Regions from separate parts of the Gasterosteus aculeatus genome. Here region 2 is linked to region 1. Evidence: chromatin contacts called from public Hi-C data. All regions are on one chromosome and are shown on one strand. Each heading gives the region's core, a stretch centred on a gene start, on an enhancer-like site or on the middle of the called end of the contact. The rest is flanking DNA. Distances are from core to core; before and after follow the strand shown.

Evidence for each region. A called contact is a pair of places that touch in the nucleus more often than the background predicts.
Region 2: a Hi-C map of skeletal muscle shows a contact between it and region 1, with 3 times the contacts expected there. The contact joins the promoter of ndufa10 here to the enhancer-like site in region 1. A contact is called at or near these places in 4 of 6 Hi-C or Micro-C datasets (skeletal muscle, tail fin and whole body).

The regions. Positions count from the first base shown.
Region 1 is chr16:18,136,677-18,144,596 of fGasAcu3.hap1.1, reverse strand. It overlaps kalrna (kalirin RhoGEF kinase a), which reads left to right. Exons shown (of 66, transcript XM_078090612.1): 17 at 390-564; 18 at 1,458-1,716; 19 at 2,749-2,915; 20 at 4,248-4,367; 21 at 5,534-5,602; 22 at 5,727-5,876; 23 at 5,965-6,114; 24 at 6,367-6,481; 25 at 6,572-6,687; 26 at 6,886-7,008; 27 at 7,366-7,548; 28 at 7,643-7,764. Among protein-coding and RNA genes, the nearest start is that of kalrna, 35 kb to the left of the region's middle. Within about 2 kb of position 4,921, at least 2 of the 9 cell types and tissues checked have open chromatin away from gene starts, as enhancers often do.
Region 2 is chr16:18,235,559-18,243,478 of fGasAcu3.hap1.1, reverse strand. It overlaps ndufa10 (NADH:ubiquinone oxidoreductase subunit A10), which reads right to left and starts at 4,228. Exons shown (of 11, transcript XM_040200870.2): 1 at 4,206-4,228; 2 at 3,499-3,755; 3 at 1,444-1,612; 4 at 758-973; 5 at 522-608; 6 at 304-425; 7 at 43-110. The coding sequence starts at 3,573.

The DNA.
Region 1 (7,920 bases), core at 3,672-6,171:
AAATGTCATTAAAAAGTAATTTTCATTCAGCCACTCAAGGAAGACAGATTACCATATTAAGTACGGATTAATGTGTTTGTAATCATTTTTTGTTTGCTATTTTTAAAGGACAATACAATAATAATAGTTGTGAGGGAAAGAACTTCAGTCGAAGTGTGAATGCGGATCCACGTCTGCATTAACATTAACCATTTAAAAGTAAATTATGAAGAGAACAATATTGTTGGGGTAAAGGCAAGAGAATGAAACGAAATCACATGACAGCCTTTAAAACCGGGGAAAAGAGATATTATGGATAAAAACAAGCGCTCCTTACGGCGAGGGAGGGCTTGTGTTCGGGGCCCTTTTTGCTGCATCGTCTCCATCCGTCTCTCTTCCTCTATCCACAGAGATGCAGCCATGTCGACCAATAAGACACCTCACTGCAGTTCCATCGCACACATCCAGGGGGTGCTGCAGCAGCTGGACGAGGCCCAGGGCCAGATGGAGGAACTCTTCCACGAACGCAAAATCAAGCTGGACATCTTCCTCCAGCTCCGCATTTTCGAGCAGTACACCATAGAGGTGAGAGGGCGTGAGCGTGTGTCGGTTTCGATACCCCGGTGGACTCACGCGGGTTCTGGGAGCCCATTGGGATCTGCTGCGGAGTACCGCAGAGCTCCGCTTTAGGTCCCCAGTTGTTCTTCTTTTGCTCGAGCAGATGATCAAACCTTTTTTTGCAGCAAATTACTGTTGAACTTTTGGTTGAAATATTTCACTCTAACACACAAACCTAGAAAAGATGCTTAACATGCTTTTGATTATTTTTAATGAGGCCACCAATGAAGCACAGAAAATGTGTTTGCAGTCAGCGCCACGGTCTAGGAATTTTATACAAAATTCAAACAAGCTATCCATCGTCAAACCACTTATCCTGCTCACGGGGTCGCGGGGGGCTGGAGTCCATCCCAGCCAACTTCAGGCGATAGACGGGGTTCACCCTGGGGTGGTCGCCAGCCAATCGCAGGGCCACACAGAGACCAACGACCATTCACACTCACATTCACACACCTACGGGCAATTTAGAGTCCCCAATCAACCTGATCCCCAGAGCATGTATTTGGACTGTGGGAGGAAGCCGGAGAACCCAGAGAGAACCCACGCAGACACGGGGAGAACATGCAGACTCCACACCACTGGGCGGAGTGGAACCCAGGACCTTCTTGCTGTGACCAGTGACAGTGCAAACCACCGTGCCGCCTCAAACGAGCTATCGTCTCAGACAATTATTCCTAGTTGGAACGTTGTTGGGATTTAAACCCTAAATATTAGAGTATTGTGATAAGCTCACAGAACAACCCGATGAGGAGCTCTCGCCCAAAAGGTTGTACCTGACTTACTCATTTTCTTGTAAAAACGTGCAAATTAAGCAGCCGCTGATGAGAGCTAATTAAAGCCAGAAACTTCCACCCCTGCAGGTCACGGCGGAGTTGGACGCCTGGAACGAGGATCTGTCTCGTCAGCTGAGCGACACCGGCCGATCGGGCAGCGGCTCGGGCAGCGGCTCGGGCAGCGGCGGAGGCGGAGCCTCGTCGGCCGGCGCGGAGGACATCGGCCTGGCAGAGCAGCGGCTGAAGCGCCACGCCGAGAGGAAGGCGGCCATGAACAACATGACCTACGAAGTGATGCAGCAGGGTCAAGACCTGCACCAGTACATCATGGAGGTCCAGGCCTCAGGTAGAACACACACACACACACACACACATACAGCGGCTGCTCTTTGAGTTTAATACTTGATACAGAAGATACTACTTATATATACTGTATATATTAAAAGGCAAAATTACCATTTCAATCTGTGTAAATGTATACATTGAGTACAGCATTGCTGGCGTCACAATCATGATAATAATACAAGAAGCAGTCTATTGCATTTACATTTATAGGTCATCATGCTTCTTCCTCTCATCGAAACATCTGAACCGAGAAGTGACGCATTTCATGTTCATTTCCACTTAGAATATTGATTCCATCAAAGGAAAGCGAGCTCACACAATTACATTGTGTACACTAAGTGGTCAAACCGCTTTTCCATTTGGATTCCTTTGGCTTTCCTGGGATCCACATCTGGATTTACAGCTGTGCTCTGAGCAGCGAGGAGGAGAGGGAGCCCCGAGGCTTTGGCAGTACCGTGAAAATTAAAGCACAAAGAGAAGCGTGTTGGGAGGGACGGGGAGAGAATTAGGTGAAATAATCCTCATACAACACACACACACTCAGCCCATCCTCTGGCAATAGTTACCGGACTCGAGTAGAGAGAGACCCACACTAATTGTTATTCAATGCTTCAAAAAGTCAAACATCTGCAGCTCAGACGTGAAAACCGTGTAATATTAATGAAGTAATCCGCTCCAGGAGAGGATCAAAGAGGCGTTTACTCGTCATCGTGACCTCACCCTCTGAATTGTGAACATTTGGGTTCCTAGTCTGGAGTCTGTTGCTGAGGACTCATTGCTCCCCAAGCTACTCGCTGTGCCGCTGGTATCCGCGCTTAGCTCAGCATCAACGCTAGACACACCTCCACAAAAGGGATGGTTTGTTAATCCTGCCTTTACAGAGCTGCACGGGAATTAATACGAACGAGATCATCCAAAACATCACAAAACCCTCCCCCATCCGTCCCTGGAGAGGACTGTATTTGGCCCGTAACGAACGTGACCCTCACACCTTGTGTGTGTGTGTGTGTGTGTGTGTGTGTGTGTGTGGCAGGCATCGAGCTGACGGGGGAGAAGGACATGGACTTGGCCTCTCAGGTCCAGGAGCTGTTGGAGTTCCTCCACGAGAAGCAGCAGGAGGTGGAGCTCAACGCGCAGCTCACGCACGCGCGGCTGGAGCAGATCCTGCAGCTGCGCCACCTGCAGGCCGAGGTCAAGCAGGTAGGTCGCCGGCGCTGCACTGAAGACATGTCGTCACCCCCCTCGGAGGCCAACACGTGCATCATTTCCAGCGTTGCACCGGAGTCGTCTTTTGATTTGAAAGTATTTATCTAAATCACATCGGGGGCGTTCACTCCGAGCCGGAGGAGATGGGAAAACTCTGAAAAGGAAATAATACGATCGGATTTTATTATTAGAAAGAAGAAAATCTCATTTCGAAATGACGAGAACAACACGCGGCCAAAGCCGAGGAGACGGCTCGTGGGTCCTGGTTGCAAAGACGCTTCTGCAGACGGGAATGTGAACACGCTGTTGTTGGAGACAGGAAGCACGCTGCTGCTACAGATGGATCCAGCTGAATCATTTATGAGCTTTATGGCGACGTGCTAACAGCCCGCACGCACACACATCTCTTCTGCTGCTCTCTCACCCTTCCTTATTAACTGTAATTTGCCTTTCTAGAGTTCCATAAACAAACGAAAAGCAATTAGCATTACTAATGTGGGCGGGTTTAATCTCAGCAGTCCGGCTCATAAGTGAAAACATGAGGCGTGTTCTAGGCACCGATCACCTTCACCTTCTGGATCGCTCACTGGACGTTCTGCAGTCGGAGGAGCCCTCTGGTGGCTCAATGTGGTCACTGCGCATTCTACAGGTTTAGGCTCCATTCCAACAATATGCGGTGGTCTAATATTGGCTCAGGAGTTCATTCACCGCGGCTCACCCTCAGGAAAAGCTGCCGCGCCACCGATCCTTCTTTAAGGAGGTATGACATCATACCACGCCGGGGTTCAAGGACCTCGCCCTTGACTCGCCTGGGATCCATGCTGTCCGTCTTGAGCTTCTTTATGGCGACTATGATGCTACCATGCTTCCTTTCTCGTCTCCTTTGGCGTAGGAAACACTTGAGCGCCCTCTACCAATGCAAAGGAGGGGAATGCCGTCCCACAATCCCTTGCAGGAGCCCATTTCTAAGGGGACACAGCATTCGTCATTTTACGCTATGGATGAATTAAAAAACTTGGATGTGTGGTTCTGCTTTGGATAGAATTGTACAACGAGAGGTTGGATTCTCTCTACGCTCACTTTCCTTTTCTCAACTTCTCCTTCACCTCCTGCTGCTCCACGAAGTGTCGGATGAGGGACACGGATTTGAAAGAAAGCTCATTCTGGTGTCCCTCATGTCCAGCTGCTCCGTTGATTAACCTCAGTCAGTCAGTGTGGATTTTATTCTCCTGGTCCACCCAAAACAACCCGTTCGTCTTCGGACAGGAACCCCGACGCCAGTCGTTTGTAAAATCCCAATGTAACTCTTGTGTGTCTCTCTAATAGGTGTTGGGTTGGATCCGTAACGGGGAGTCCATGTTGAACGCCAGCATGGTGAACGCCAGCTCTCTGTCTGAGGCCGAGCAGCTGCAGAGGGAGCATGAGCAGTTCCAGATGGCCATAGAGGTACACACACACACACACACACACACACACACACGCACCCCAATCATCGCTGCCCGGACCAGGCTTACTGTACTTGAGTCATAATGATTTCAGCGTGCATCAGGTTTGAATAGTAGCAGATGAGTCTCTGAGACACACACACACACACACACACTGTTGACCAGGCCTCCATAATCATTTGATTCTGTATTGATTTTGAAGAGAAACAGATGCTCACACATGTGGTTTGTGTGTGTGTGTGTGTGTGTGTGTGTGTGTGTGTGCGCGTGTGTCACTCCTGGCGCTCCTTTTAAAAGTTGACTCCAGAGGTGTGTAAGCACTCACAGGGAGTAGAAGAAGGCTGTTGGTCAGCACTGTTCTAAGCGCACACGCACGCACACACACACACGCACGCACACATGCACGCACGCTACACCGTGTGAGTCCAGCATCCTCCACCAGACTGATGTGAAACACACGCATGAATAATAAAAGTCGTACATTCGTGTTTTAGAACGTTGTTACGTTCAAGCAAAGGAGGCGGGGCCTGTTTGGAGTAATGGAATGTAACAGACTTCATAAAAACACCCCCCACCAGGGGCGTGGCCATGGCCACCATTGGTCAGAGAATGGCCACCCTGCCCCCCCCCCCCCCCCCCCCCCGCAACCTCACGGCACGGCAAAAAAAAAAAATGTAAATACAAAAAAAAATCTCCTGAACAGAAACGGTATAAAGCTGAAATAAATGCATTAGTATTGTTTTTATCAAGTCGTCTTATGTTGTCATTTGTCACTTATGCTACAAGCCCCATATTGATTTTACACTTTAAACGATTCTCCATCACAAATTGCCGGATTAAGAGTGTTATTCTTTTACAAGAAAGCATTGCCTTCGTATTTGTAGAGGGAATCAAGAATAGACGGATAAAAAGTGGCTGTTGGTTTTAGACGAATTGAATCCTTTGCTTCTGTCAATCACAGTAAGCCCCGCCCTTAAGCCGCCCCTGCTTTATGTTCTATTTGACTCTAGATGGTCCGTCATTTACAAAACGAACATCGTGGGGTTTGCAGAAAACCGGCTTGAATTTGCATGTGTGTGTGTGTGTGTGTGTCACGAGTTAAATGAGAGAAGAGCGGCTAAAGGCTAATGAACCAATGGTTATCGCCTCCTCCTCCTCTCCCTCCAGTCTCTCTTCCATGCCAACTCCCTCCAGAAGACCCACCAGAGCGCCTTGCAGGTCCAGCAGAAGGCTGAGGTGAACTCCTGCTCTTCGCCGCCGCCCCCCCACTGAGTGCCCTGCGTTATCCTGCTCACTGCATTCCTGAATGTCTCCATTCCCTCCCCTCCTGCTCCTCCTGCTCCTCCTGCTCCTCCTGCAGATGATGCTGCAGGCAGGCCACTACGATCCGGAGGCGATCCGAGGCTGCGCGGAGAAGGTGGCGGTTCACTGGCAGCAGCTGATGCTGAAGATGGAGGACCGGCTGAAGCTCGTCAACGCGTCGGTGGCCTTTTACAAGACGTCCGAACAGGTCTGACACACACACACACACACACACGCGCACGCACACGCACAAAGCCGTGTCCGGAGGCCGGGGCTGACCCGTGGCGTGGCTGCAGGTGTGCAGCGTGCTGGAGAGCCTGGAGCAGGAGTACCGCCGCGATGAGGACTGGTGCGGCAGCCACGACAAAGTGGGAGCGTCGGCGGACTGCGAGCACCTCCTGCCTCTGATCAGCAAACATCTGGAGCAGAAAGAGGCTTTCCTCAAGGTGACGTAACGAGGAGAACGCACGCCAACGTCGCACGGCGTCAAATATACAAGTCTGATGAGATCACCGGATAATTAAAGCTAAAACCACTTGGCTGCAATGCTCATAAAACTTTAGAGGGACTAAGATAATAATAAATGATTCTACTGAACACTCGCTGTAGCTTGATATCACTGTTGAGGACGGGAGGGGGGCGGGGCCTCTGAATGGTCGAGCGTCGGCTGGCGTAAGCAGCGTGACTCTGTGCCGCAGGCGTGCACTCTGGCCCGGAGGAACGCAGAGGTCTTCCTGAAGTACATCCACAGGAACAACGTGAGCATGCCGGGAGCCGCCGGCCACACCAGAGGGCCCGAGCAGCAGGTCAAAGGTCAGTGCACACACATATGTATTATATGACGTGTGCTGCGTGTTCAAGGAGGACGCTCACGTAACCGCGGCTGTGCGTTCTTGTGAGCAGCCATCCTCAACGAGCTGCTGCAGAGAGAGAACAGGGTCCTTCACTTCTGGACCTTAAAGAAACGGCGGCTGGACCAGTGTCAGCAGTACTTGGTGTTTGAACGCAGTGCCAAACAGGTCAGTGTGTGTGTGTGTGTGTGTGTGTGTGTGTTTGTGTGTGTGTGTGCGAACAAAAGGGAAATAATTCTGGCTGGATCGGCTTTGGGGGGAAATGTTCAGCACTGAAGCGACATCTGGTTTATATCATCAGCTTTGTCTGTTGTGCGCGTGTGCGTGTGTGTGTGTGTGTGTGTGTGTGTGTGTGTGAACGCGCAGGCGTTGGACTGGATCCAAGAGACGGGTGAAGTTTACCTGGCCACACACACGTCCCCCGGTGAAAGCGGCGAGGAAACGCAGCAGCTCCTCAGCGACTACCGTCACTTCAGACTCACCGCCAAGGTACACCGTGCGTGTGCGTGTCTGTGTGTGTGTGCACGTGTGTGTTTTATTGACCCGCTGAAGAAGCCAAACCGGTGGATGTCAAATGTATTTTGTGGATATTTGCACTCGTTGTGAGGCCTGATTACTCTGAGAAGGTTTAACGGTCGGCTGGGTCTCTTTCCCTCGTTGCTAGGCAACCGCGGACCACAACCCCGATGGTCAATGCTACAGTTTAAACCAATGAGTTAACACACAAACAAACTTCCCGACAATGAGAATAAAATATACGAGTGCAACACTCAGCGAGATCATACAGGAAGTGTTCTGTTCGACATCGGCGAGTCCTCCACCGTGTCTGTGTTCTCCTTCCCACAGCAAACCAAGGACAAGGTGAAGCTGCTGATCCAGCTGGCGGACAACCTGGTGGAGAAAGGCCACGCCCACGTGTCGGAGCTGAAGCGCTGGGTCAGCGCGGTGGACCGCCGGTACCGGGACTTCTCGCTCCGCATGGGCAAGTACCAGGAGAGCCTGGAGAGGAGCCTGGGCGTGAGCTCCGAGGTGAGATGGCGCCCCGCGACTCTTGCGTTAGGCGCTCTTCTCCGCGTGTCGGGGGATTGTTGACGGCGATGCCGCCTCTGGTTCCTCCGCGCAGGACAACAAGGACCTGGAGCTGGACACCATCCCGGCCAGCCTCACGGACGACGCCGAGGTCAAACTGCGTGACCCCAACCCCGAGGTCAACGAGGAGAAGAGGAAGTCCGCCCGGAAGAAAGAGTGAGTGAGAGCGGTCTCCTGGTGTGACGAGGATTCCGTAGGACGAAAGATGGATGCGTGTTATGACCGGTTGCCCTTGGATACGCACAGTTCGGTGGATCCGGACGGGTCCGTTGCGTTCGTATCTATCAGTGCTTTTAGATGGCGCTCCGCCTT
Region 2 (7,920 bases), core at 2,979-5,478, 100 kb before region 1:
GCATTCCGATTCTTTCTGTTCCACACGTTGTTTTCAACTCACCCGATGAGTGGCAGGAAGGAGTTCTTGTAGCTGTCCTCGATGCCCTTCAGATACGACAGGGCCACGTTCTGAGGGGGATTAAAAAGAGTCCTTTTGGTTTTGCTCAAAAAGCCCGATCACATCATCACACTTTTCAACGTTTCATTTGGTGACGTTCTGCTCAGCATTCTGGAACGTCAACACGTCCTCTGTCGAGAAGCGTAGTGCGCCGCGTTAACGAGACACCCGTCTCCTCTGGCTTCAGAGGACACGTCTCTCTACCTGTCCGCTCTGCGTCATCTTCCTGTGCACCTCCTCGGCTGGCAGGTCCACGTAGATGGCGAGGTGTGGGGGCAGGAACTCGCAGATGCTGATGCCTTTGATCTCGTTGTAGTGCTGCACACCTGCACGTTTCATCCAGCAGTGGACGTGAAATCAGATCAAATAAACGCTTCCGTTTCAAACGCTATCTTGTGTTTGAGGCTGCGCTGCGGACTCACACTCCTTCCTGATGTAACCCTCTTTCAACATGGCATCCAGGAAGACAAAGTCACTGAAGGGAGAACGCTCCAGGATCACGCCTTGGCCTAAAAAACAAACAAACACAGAAGACCGCAGGGGGCGGTGTGGGGGGAGGGGGGGCCGCAGAGGAGAGATTCTGCTCATTCAACTGACCCAGCTCAGACTTAACGGCACACGGCTAAACGCGTACAGCAGCACTGCAAGTTGCACCTACCTGTGGTGAGCAGGTGCTCGAGGGCGTCGGCGTACTGGAGCACCCGCATGGTGTACATCCACATCTGCAGCCGGTAGCTGTTTCCGTCGGCGGCTTTGGGCTCGGCGTAGAACCTCTCCAGGCTGCACATCCCGTTGAAGTCGACGGGGAGCAGCTCCTTCTCCCCGGTCCTCTTGTCCAAGTAGAAAGTGTCCGCCTCCGGCATGTACAGCATCCCTGGAGGGGGGGGGGGGACACGCAGCGAGCAGGAGGTTTGGTGGTTTGACGCAAAGCCCACATTGTCTCTTTAGCTGCGTTTCCATGTCGACCAATAACACAGAGCAAACACACAAGTATATTTCCCAAAAGAGATTTCTAGACGGGCAGCAGGTGAATTGAGGGATGATACCAAAGTCGGATCAATGGAACATGATCACTGACATCAAGGATTAGATTAGAAGTTATTGTACTACTGCTTAGAAAAGCCCACGTGTTGATATCACAAGAATAAATAAACGTAGATCAGTTCATTAATTCATTGAATGTTTCCTCACAATAATAAATAACTAAAACAGGCAATGAGCAGTATTGATGAGTACTAGTATCGATTACATCCTAACGACACGGACGCTGCCTGGGAACAGGACCCCCGGCCTGAGATGGTTGCCCCCGCCCTGAGATGGTTGCCCCCGCCCTGAGACCGTTACCCAGCTTGTCGGCCAGCTTCTGGGCCAGCGCCCCTTTCCCCGAGCACAGGTTGCCGTCCACGGTGATGATTTTGCTGTGGTGCTTTAACCGCGGCGTCGTCCTCTCGCCCAGCGCGTAGGCCAACCAGCCGTACCGGAGGCTCCTCGCCGGGCTCGTGTGGACACACGCCTGGAGGACAGAAGCACAAACTGGTTTTGGTGTACGCGCCGTAGACCATCATCCAACGGTCATTAAAACTTACTTGGCGCGAGGCCACGGGCATCGAGATCATTTAAAACTCACTAAACTCAACTACCACTAATAAATGAGTAATCAATCAACTCAGACGGACAAGACTATGGAATATACCGTTTAAAAGCTTGTTCTCGTTTTACGATTCTCCCTTTAAAAAGAGTTTTAACAAAAAAACAATTGGCAGCAGCTGTGACTTGCTGGTTTCTGAACTCTACACTAACCAACAGCCCTGCCATGAATCCCGCCTTCACGAAGGTTCCACGTCCTCCTCTTTTAACAGAACTGCATTAGAGGGCCGTGGATCCAACTTCATGGTTATTGTGGAGGCTGTAGTTTGTGAAGCTGTCTCAGTTCCCTATTTTACGGTCTCTTCACACACTACTGCGTTGCAAAAGCGCTGCCATAAAATTGGCAGAGGACACATCAGTGATTGGTCTGAAAGAGAGAGCGACAGGAGAGGCTGTAGAAGGGAAGAGCCAACCGTTATCCGACCATGATAACAAACTCTCCAAACTTCAGGGAGTAAATCATGTGCCCACTTCCACGCATGGACCATCTGTTAAAGCTGTAGACAGTATTACATTTCCTGCGATCAATAAAAACACACAACCTCAGATGACTCCAACTGCCTCCAGGGGAAGGTCCAGAAGGGGCCGAGTCCCAGCGTTTATTTGTGCGAATTCTTATCCAGGTCGTCCCGACTGGCTGTATTTTACAAGTCATCACAATAACATTTGGATGGCCGGCTGCAGAAGGTCAGACCTGCATCAACAACACCAGCAGCGCAGCTCGCTGCTCCCGTCTTAAAAAAAGCGTTGCCAGGGGCAACAACTCGCACACCAGCCGTCTCGGTTTCTCTCCACCGGATGCTCAACCCTCAAAGCTCCTACATGCACCTTACTGTATAGTGGTACCATATAGGTTGCGTGTACGTATCGCGTACTGTACGTGTCCTTTGTATTTATTAGCTTTACAATGGGCAGTGTTTATAGACACACAACACGTATTCATAGTGTGTGTGAGATACAACGAAGTAAATTGACTTAGTTCATTAAGCTGCACTATGGTTAGCCACCAACCACCAACAGGTAAGATATGGTGATTTACAATGTAGCGTTCCAATCTGGTCTATCGTATTGTCTTAAATGTATTTCTTCGTAAGTGGTCGTGATGTACGTCGCTGTATAACCGTCAGTAAAGGAGATTCGCGCTAATCAAAATGTGTGTGTGGTGAGAGGCAGCATGTTGTGTTTCTTCTCCTTCTGGATCCTGATGAGCTGCGGGCTGCGTAGCACGTCTGCCTTTGGATCCTTTATAGTTTTGCTCGACAGGGTTCGAATCCAGATTGTTACAATATTTCAATAAATAGATTTTCTTCAATGTATTTCTTCATACGCGTCAGTGATGTGGTGCTCACTTACGTACAATCGGTACTGCTGCAGTGGATGCGTGATGCGTTTTGTAAAATGTTCTGCAATAGGTTTGTGAATGCGTGACGAATCAGGCGACCGAGGCAGAAACCAGTAGGGACGTAACACCGAACAACACCCTCGAACTGTGACATTATTGACGATAAAGTAGAGCCTCTCGAAGCGTATTGCTTAATACATACATAAACATATGGTATACACACGTTAATACTGCTTACACACATGTAAGTTTTCTTAACTCTCAACTGCCAGTGACTTTACGAACAAACTGACAGCTGGCCCGCAGGCGCCCGAGTGTGATGCTAGTGCAGCTAGCTAGCGGTGCTAGCTTGCCCTTGTAAACTTGACCCACCGGACCGGAGCAGATGTGCGCGTGTTTCCTGCTCTTACCTTCGGTGCAACGTTCACCCCTTTAAGAGCAGTCGCCCCCGACGGGGCGATCAGCCGGATCACCCTCAGGGCCATGATTCAGCTGTCCTCCAAAAAAGAAGCCTCCGAGCTGACCCGAGAAACCACCGCTACCCGGCGCCTGAATTACACGTCAGAGGGCTTGAGGGCCTTCGCTCAGTCCGGGCTCCTCGCTCACGCGTTCAGTACGGCTCGTTAATGCCTGATTTTCTTTCGGTTTTTGTATGAGCCAAACACGTCTGAAAATACCAATACAATACGTAGCAGAAGAATGCAAACTAATAGATACAAAAAATAGATGGATTTATTACAAACGTTTTAAATATATAATTATTGAATAAGCCCTTTGTCGTTTATCGATTAATTGTTTTGTCAATCTTCTAACATAGGCACAGTGAGATATTCAAGCAGGTTGTTTTTGTGAGCAAAAGCTTCCAAAGTCAATAAAAAATTTAGTTAATAATGTAAAATCAGTTTATGGACAAAAGCTTTCAATGTCCGCATCGGATCAAAACGAATCAGTAAATGATCAAATTTAATTCAAAACACAAAACTCTAACTAATTTGATGACAACCTTCTAATTGATCATTTTTGATTGTCTAATCAAACACGTATGTTTCCCGTAATAATGACTATTATACAGATTAGTTTAAGTGTTTTAAATTGTGATTATAGACTTCACTCTTACTTCTTAATCTGGTCATATAATCCTCGGGGGCCTCATGAGTTATTTCTCCATGAGTACAACATAAATACCTGGTGCATCGCTGTGTTTTCACCAGTACGTGGCAGTATTCATTTGATTTAAAAATAAATCCACACGTTTTACGGTAATAGCGTTTGGAGTTGATGTTGCCTTTAAGGGCTGCTGGTTAATACTGAGATTATGTGTGACAACGTTAAAGTTTAGAAATAAAATATTACTACTGCTACTTAAACCACCAAAAAAATCCATCACATGCCAGGATTTACTCTCAGTCTTGACCCTTTATTTTAGGAAAAGAAAACACAGGTACATTTAGGAGTTGAGACGCTCAGACTTCATGACAAAGACCTTTATTCAGTCCCCCAAAAACTATTATTACAAAATGTTTATATACTATTTTACAAGTCCATTTAAAAATCTGACATAAGTAAAAGTAAGTACTGAAAAAAAACCCTCCCCCCATGTGGGCTGGCCCCTCGACTCGCCTCCCCAATGTAAGCGGGAAGAGCTCAAAGTTGCTCGAAGACAGACGGGATAAATAACTCATCTGGCTCTGCTTCCCCTCAAGAGATGTAAACGGACACAACAGCACACGGAGCGTCCGTAAATGTATCCGAGGGTTTGTAATGCGATGGTGTGAACAACGGGATTCAAACCACAAAAACGCACAGACAGAAAAAATCATGCCCCCCCCCCTGAGCTGAGCTCATGAAGCAACATGAGCTCAGTTGTATTCCATGTTTTTCTTTTGTCACCGCGACCCTGAATTCACATGAAAAGGGGCGGCAAAAAAGAATGTCCAGTAAGTAATTATACGAATGTTTCTGGCCCAGCGTGGACATCTGTTTCTAATCTCCATAATCTGGACTAGAATCCACAGATCGTGGGCGTAGACCTGCTGTCTCATCAGGTGGAGGTCGGAGGAGATGCTGTTGATCAGATCAAACAAACGATCCCGACGAATCGTCTTCCACTCACGGCGATGAAGGCTCCACGTGATCACCTTCTTCTTTAGCTCCGCCTTCTCACACCTGACGCCCTGCCGACGAACTCCACGCGGCCGACCATGGAGACATTTCTCCATGGATGGAGAACCCTTTGGCGCAAACACAAGTTGCGACCAACCGTTGACCCCGCGAAGAAAGGTCGGGAAAGTCACCGTGAACTCTGAGGCCAAGATTACATCTGGTCCAGTTCTATGAACGCGGAGGAAAGCTGCGTCCGTGCTTCCTGTCTCGTCTCCTTTAGGCAACACTGGAACTGTTCTTTTGGAAAGAGAAGGAGATAACCCCGTCCCACAATCCCACGCCGCAGCAACGATTAAAAACAGGGTTTTTATTAGTCCGCCGTTATCTTTCCTATTTGGATATTCATGCCGTCGCAGCAGGAACCAGAGTAAGTAGTCAACAGTGGAACAACAATGGTCCACATTCAGGCCTGCCGGCGGTGAGGCCTGCAGGAGGTTCGGCGAATCCATCTCTGCCAGATTTCCACTGTTTTTTTACAGCAGTTTTTTTTTTTTGACAGTTTGGACCGGCTTTAACGGTGCCAGCGGGGAGGAGGCGTTGTTTATCATTAAAACATCTCGGAGGCATGGCAACGGCGAAAAAAGAAGAAGTTCATATTCTCTGCTGCACTCCACACCTTCCTTAAAGCATCAAGAGAAAGCAGCAGCAACGTGGCGCACGACACATCGTGCAGAAATCAGTTCTCAAAGTGGAGAGGAAATAGGTGTCAGCACTCATTTATGCAGAGTTTCTCTCTTCTCATTCTTATTAATGTTCACGTGTCATTCTTCTTCTTGCATCATCATCGTGTCCAGTTAGAAGTACCTCTATATTCCCTGCAGATTCAACGTAATGCCATTGAGAAGTTTCTGTTTTTAGTCTCCACAGTGAAACACATTAAATATAACAGAGAACGCCTTTCAGCCCCCACAATCCCCTCCTGGCTGCTCGCACACGATGGCGGCTATTTCAGACATTTTACAGAGATTAGTGGATTTTTTGAGGTATTTAAAAAGTGCTTTACCAGCACTGACCCAGATAAGCAATCTGAAGTTTAACCACAAACGGTCCACGAGATGAAACCCCGCAACCGGCGCCGCCTGTGCACTTCCTGTGAAGCCGTCCTCCCCCGGGGAGGGACGCGGGACACGCCTCCGCTCCGCTCCGACCAACGCAGACACCGTGACACCCACCGGGTGCTTCCCGCGGGCCCTCGGTCGGCTTTAGCGCCGCTGCGGTTTGAGGGCGCAGTGGGTCTCGGGTTGCATCTCACTGCGTTATGAGCTGCGACCCCCCCCTCCCACCCCGCCGTCCTTCCACGCCGTCCTCCCCCCCAGAGGGCAGCGGGCCTGCTTCTCGTCAAGCCTCCGCCTGTTTGAGTTCCAGCTCCAGCACCTCGGCCCCACAGGAGCCGACCCTCAGCTCACAGCTTCCATTGCAGTAACATGTAGGGAACATTAAGGCTACGACTACGGATCCCTTTTGGTTCATCGTTGTTGGGCTTTTGGTCTCCCTTTGCACATTCTTTTCTTTGGCTTGTTTAGAAACGTTTGCGGATGATGAATCGCTTCATTTGTTAAGTTTGTCGGGCTGTGACACCTCGTTCACGTCACGCTATCTCATAATAATAACTCACGATACTCTAAACAATGAGATAAGAGGCCATAGTTTTCATTTAGAAAGTAATCCGTCGCTATTCTGAGAACTCATTTACACTTCCTTCAATGTGTGCGAGGCTCATTGGCTCAGCGCTGAATACTCCGGGACAAGACCCGACTCTTCAGGGGAGGAAATCCAACCGGTTGATAAACCGGTTGCAATGAGTTCTGGGGACGTGACGCAGTGGGGGGAGGACAAAGCCGGCGGTGAGGTGGAGGGCCTTCCTGAGTGGAAACCACTGGGTCCATTTGAAGCCGATCTGTCTGCAGATAGCGGGGAATAAAGACATGGAGCCCCGCGTTGATGGCTGTCACAAAGCAACGTAACCAGACAAGTAAAGAAGCTCGGCGCGGGCTAACGCCTGGAGAGGGTTGCACAGCGTTTCCCGCTGCTGCTCAGTGTGTGTGTGTGTGTGTGTGTGTGCGTGCGTGTGGTGCAGGTGAGCTTTAGCCCTCAGGGACAGCAACTTTTAGTTGATTCTGCTGCCTTTTTAACGAGGATCCACTAGGATCCGCTAAGGGCCACCGGGGGGTCACTATGCGGCGGTCAGGGCCGTTCGGACTCAAATCAGCCCTTTTCCTCGTCTGTTCTTTGGCCTTCATTGCATCTCAAACACTGACCTCCAGGGAAAAGTTTGAAAAGCATCTGCAGATTAATTCCTCACCCGTTATTACAGTTATTACCCACAAAGGTTAGAGGCAGGCGGAGAGGTGAGTCATCTGGACTGTGAGAGAGCCTGGAGGGCCGACTGAGTGAGACTCATCTCTCCCTTGTTCAGGGGAAGGAGTAACTTTTCTCCTCCCCCGTTGGAAGGAGACTTTGAGACTCCCGTCGTCTTCACTAGCTGTATATTTCCAAGTCATGCGGTCTCCTAAATCTCGGTCCCTTCCATTTGCTCCAACCGCGACATTGTCAGGGAACCACAAATTATGAGCCATGTTTTCACTGTTTGTTTCGTTCTGTGCCACCGATCGTTACCACGGAAACGTGGCCCTCAGCTCTGAGCCTTTTGGGGAGGGGGGGGGGGGTGT